Regions from separate parts of the Triticum aestivum genome. Here region 2 is linked to region 1. A link is a contact called in public Hi-C data. All regions are on one chromosome and are shown on one strand. Each heading gives the region's core, a stretch centred on a gene start, on an enhancer-like site or on the middle of the called end of the contact. The rest is flanking DNA. Distances are from core to core; before and after follow the strand shown.

Region 1 (2,700 bases), core at 30-2,529:
TTAGTGGCTTCCGCCAAATTTCAAACATGCTAGCACCATCCTTCCGCCAAACGCCTCCGCCAGATCGTCATGCTAATCACCTTCCACCAAAGGCTAATATCAGCGCAATAGTCTTCTGTCATTCGGACGAAGAGGAAAGGGGTACGTGATGGCTTTTAATTAGCTAGGCGGATGTCTGGATTTCGCAAATTTTTCTCATGTTGCTTCCGGTTTGTGGGGACATGCGGACTGGTCCGAACGTGCAGACGTTGGAGATATACATCATGTTGGATGATAAAAAAAAATGTCAAGACACCGTGATTCGCATGTTTGCGGGCGTTTGCTGCAAGCCGTCGATGAGCAGGATGGTGGACTGTAAAATGATTGCGAAAATTGTACTTCTTCTGTCCAAAAATATTGTCAGATGAATGGATATATCTAGATGTATTTTAGTTCTAAATAACGCGATGAATAATTACGGACTGAGGGAGTACTTGGGTGCTAAAAAATCCCGATGCCTACCCAATCACGAGAGTACGGACGTACGCCTGTGATGTGCCCACACGTCCTTCCACAACCCATGCACGTCTGCCGTGAGGCGACCGCTCGATCGAACAATACGCAACACCGTACGTGATCGACCAAGACAGAACAGACACCCGTTGTCCCTTGCATTTTGGAACCGTGTGCTTGTTGGGGGCAAATTTAACAAATTTGACCTGTGGACAAAATTAAATCACAGAATAAACTGTCAAAGAAACTATTTCACGCGGTTGATCTTTTTGTGTGACGCCCGACACGAAGGCGTCACACTATACTGTGCAATGCCTCACAGATAGACGCTACACGCCTGGCCAACATTGCATCCCAGACTGCCTAAAAATTGCTAAGTCATTGTGCGGAGCCTAAGAGCTAGGCGCTGCACTACAAAATGAAGCAACCACTAGTGCAACGCCTAGAAGCTAGGCGCTACACTGTATAGTGTGGCGCCTAGCTCTCAGGCGCTGCACACTAACTTAGTAATTTTCGGATCACACGGGTGCGACGCTGGCCAGACGTGTAGCGCCTATCCGCGAGGCGTTGCACAATGTAGTGTGGCGCCTTTGTGTCGGGCGTCGCACAAAAAGGTCAGCCGCGTGAAATAGTTTCGCGGACAGTTCATTCTATGATTTAATTTCGTTCATAGGTTAAATTTGTCAATTTTGCCTTGTTAGGTACCGGGTGCACGAACGTACCTACTCCGTCGAGCCGTCGCCGTCGGTGTATCTCGGTTCTCGGAACCCATCGGTGTCGCCGTCGGCATCGGGTTACGTGAAATCCCTTTCCATTTGCATCGTTGCATCACCGCTTACGTGCGCACATGCAAGCATTTCCTGGAGTTATGGCCCGATCGTTGTTGCAACTTGCATGGAGGTAAGAGGAAGCGAAATGTAATTGGGGGCTCCGATCCCCTGTCCAAATGAGCTGTAGCTTTCCAGCTGAGCAGATGGGTACAAAACCTTTAGGTAATCATTAATCAACTACTTACTATGACACTTGATGAACGCCTAAACAAAGGGCTAGGGCTAGAGTGCTAGCTAGACCGGCTGGCTCAACCCGGGCAATCGGGACGCAATCCGCTGATGTCTCAACCTTCGATCAATCACGCGCGCTGAAAGCTGAATATCCTGGCATTCGATTCGATTTGATTTTAACGGGGTGAAGTTTGATTTAAACCTTGAATTCATACGACTTGTCGGAATTGAATCTCAACCTCTTAATCCCTGAAATTGATGTCCTGTACTCATTGATCCTGGTCAATCTCGCCCCTGGTGATGGTTGGCGTATCGGGATAAGGTCCATCCCAGCGGGGATTGCGATCTACTCTCACTGACATCCATGCCCCCACATGTCATATTCATCTTCTTCCCTAGCCCCTCTCTCTTGCTCTGCTGCAATCAGCGCCGGTCCTCTTCCAGCACCTCCCTATCTCCATGGTAGCCGGGCGCGTCAACGCCGTCAACCCCGCACTCGAGGACATTGGGTCGCTGGTGTCCGACTGTCCATCCGCTCCATCGCGTCGCTGGTGGCCGCCTGCCTGCTGTGATGGCTAATGCTTAATGGCTACTGTAATATTTACGCCCATGCAACTTGTCCACAACTTTACAAATAAATCCCGTGGCTAGCTTAGGAATCAATCCACCTGCTTGCTTGCTTAGGTTAGCTTTTTTGCACTTGCATCTCTCGCCGAAGTTATTAAACCAGACATCTTGTATAAGCCCAGCACATTCAGGTCGTTGAACAGCGTTGGCCGGGGGAGCATAACGCTGGCGATGAACCACTTCTCGCCTTCGGCGGGCCCTCCGTGACGACATGAGCCAGACCCATGGAGTCGTCCATCTGCAGATGTTGGGGTGAGCACGCACATTAGGCGGAGCAGGCGTGGGAGCCTGGACAGGAAGAAGTGAGCGCGATAATGGTGCCATTTCACTAGGCAGCGCTGCCGCCGGAGAGGTGGGTCTGCATCAGTCACTCGTCATGGAGACGGACGCATCGTCACTTGTCAGCAAGGAGAAAAGGAGAACGTTTGGAGGTAGAAGATAAAGATGACAAGTAGGACTGCATAGTCAGTGAAAGAAGCGATAATCCCGACTAGGATCCACCTTTTCCCGGTAAGACAAACAATATATGGTTGGTTTAGGGTTGGAATTCACCAGGATTGTTGAGTACAGGGTATCAATT
Region 2 (2,700 bases), core at 122-2,621, 76 kb after region 1:
CTTTTTCAGAGTTTGTTTAGCGTTTGCGCCCTAAGTAGGAAGTCAACGCGGCGGCCGCTTCTTGAAGGTGAAATAACAGCATGTACAGACAGGCGCCCCAAACTAGCGTCAAATGTCCGGACGGCCCGCCCGGCCACTGACAGGTCACAAAAATATGACCCAGACGGACGCTCAAATGCCCAGACTGACCGGCCACCCTCATATCCAGCCCAAATATGGTGCGGATATGGGACGCCCGGGCACATCCACCACGATGTAAACGCCGCGTGGCGCCGCTCTAGCTCGCGGCTCGAGGCCCAATCCGACTATTTAAGCCAGCCGGCATATCCCCAACCTTAGCCCATCCACTCCCTCCCTCTCTGCGCCGCAACCCGAGCCCATCCGCCTCCTCTCCTCCGCTCTCCCCACGCTCTCCAGCATCGCCATGGTCCGGCGGAAGATCACCACATATGCTATGCTCACACCGGAGAGCCGCTACCCTGTCGGTCACCCATCCTAGAATTATCCCAAGCCAAGCACACTTAATTTTGAAGTTCTTTTTGAATGGGCTTCCGGAAAAGAAGGGAATTCCTTATTGATATGGGTACTCTATCAATCCTACTAAGATAGGTTCTCACAACTTTCTCACCGACGGACGGTCCAGTGAGGGACAAAGAGAGCGCAAACACGGCCCAAATTTGAGTCGGAAATGGGTCTACGGCGGACACTAAACTTGCGTGCGCACGTTGGTCCGTGATTTGTGTCCATTTAGCCTCAATCGGATCAAATGGGATCGTGCGTGCCTAAGCATCTGAGCTAGCCTCGATTCCCGCGCTATATGGGCAATCATCAAAAACAATCAACTTTCGATCAATCACGCGAGTGCGCGCGGTCAGAGCTCCACATATCCGACAAGGCGAGTAGAGGACGTTCCTGCGCACGCACGCACGCAGGCACGCACCTGCTCCCCGTTGGATGGACGCGCAACAGCGACGTACTAGATCTCGTCCGATCCCGCCGGCGAAGCTCTTCCGCGGTTCCTTTCGCATTCGACGATCGGGGACATACGTGCGTGCGCGCGCGCCACGCCGGCCGAGCTGACAGGCCTGTCAGCTGGCGCTTCTTTTCAAAAAGACAAGTGAAGGGACGGCCTTGTCACTTCGGCACAAGAGTTTGAAAACTGGGTGGGGTTTCTGAGCTTCTCCACTCGATCTCCCGGCCGGATGGGTGTGTGTGGGTGTGGATGGTTGGTGCGTGTGGATAGCTCGGCTCGCGCGCTATGGACCGTGCAGTATACTGGCCGTCCACATAAATGAGCTGATTATACTGTACTTTTTATCAACTGACCGTCCAATAGTTTCGTCGGTATTGCATACCCCGGCCCCCGTACGTGCACCGGTGCACGCTACCGTATGCCAGGCAGGCCGATATGGCTAGCCAAGGCCATGCCAGCAGCAGCTCCACATAAATGAGCTAATTAAGCACGCGCGGGCGCGCGGGGCCTCCGGTATATACTCACCACCCGATCGCAAACACACAAGGAAAAGACCACCAGAAAGAACCCGGGGGAGCTCGCCGCGAGAGCTTGAGCGCCATGAGAGGGGATGGGGAGGAGGAGGCGTCGGCGCCGCTGCTGCAGGCGCGCGGCGGGGAGGAGGCGGAGGCGAAGGGGGGCCGCGGCCGGGGCGCGCGGGTGGCGCGGGAGTGGTGGGACGAGTCGAAGCGGCTGTGGCGGATCGTGGGGCCGGCCATCTTCCAGCGGGTGGCGCTGTACGGGATCAACGTCGTCTCGCAGGCCTTCATCGGCCACATCGGCGACCTCGAGCTCGCCGCCTTCTCCATCGCCTCCACCGTCATCGCCGGCTTCAACTTCGGATTCCTGGTAAGCAACCAAGCACACCCAACCCAGGAAACCTTCATTCATTCATTCATGCTTGCTCCGCCTTCTTGCCTTCAATTTGGAGGAGCTCGTATCGTACCCATGGATTCGCCCGTCCCCTGCGCACGCCGGGAGATGGAGACAGCGGGTCAGATCGACCTCAGAAGCATAACCACAGACTCCTTCCACAAACGACAAGGCGGAAAACGAACAGGATCGATCGGCTGGTTAAGAATCCCACGGCATTTGATTCGATTGCCACCTTGCTTGCTTCGCTCGCCAGCTAATTTGAACCAGCCCACCCCCTGAGCTGCGCGTAAACTAGCGCAGGTTGGTCAACGTTAGCCCTGTGCGTTCGGTTTATTCGGTTTACATGATTCGGTTTATACGGTTTTTCGGTATGTACGGTATTAATACTTCGGTAAATACAGTATGAAATTAAATTACGGTTCGGTTTCGGTATATACCAAATTATTTCGGTATGGTTTCGGTATATACCATAAAAACCAAAGTTGACGCGAATTTGAAAATGACGTAATAATAATTTGCAAATTTATGACTCAAAACACATTCTATTTTACACAAATAGTATATGACTATATATATAAGTATATATGCATGCATTGATTCATCTGTTGATGGTTATGGATGTGCTTAGCATTTTAAAAAGAGAAAAATGACAATGTTACAAGAAAAATGTAGGTGCTTAGTAGTGAATTTGACTCATGTACAAGAAAAATGACAACTTGTACGGTTGTTCATCTCAAGAAATATAAATTTATCTTTTACTTCGGTTTATTCGGTTAACCATTCGGTTTTTCGGTATATACCATAAAAACCAA

What was found. Hi-C and Micro-C count contacts between places; a contact is called where the count stands out from the background.
Region 2: a contact with region 1 is called in a Hi-C map of leaf, with 3 times the contacts expected there. The contact joins the promoter of LOC123160445 here to the enhancer-like site in region 1. A contact is called at or near these places in 1 of 5 Hi-C or Micro-C datasets (leaf) and 1 of 1 datasets of contacts at active chromatin or transcription factors (leaf).

The regions. Positions count from the first base shown.
Region 1 is chr7B:31,268,357-31,271,056 of IWGSC CS RefSeq v2.1, forward strand. No RefSeq gene overlaps it. Among protein-coding and RNA genes, the nearest start is that of LOC123157091, 41 kb to the left of the region's middle. Within about 2 kb of position 1,280, at least 4 of the 8 cell types and tissues checked have an H3K27ac peak or open chromatin away from gene starts, as enhancers often do. A contact at or near this core is called in leaf, where this site is marked.
Region 2 is chr7B:31,344,077-31,346,776 of IWGSC CS RefSeq v2.1, forward strand. LOC123160445 (protein DETOXIFICATION 27) reads left to right here and starts at 1,372. Exons shown (of 7, transcript XM_044578259.1): 1 at 1,372-1,861. The coding sequence starts at 1,574.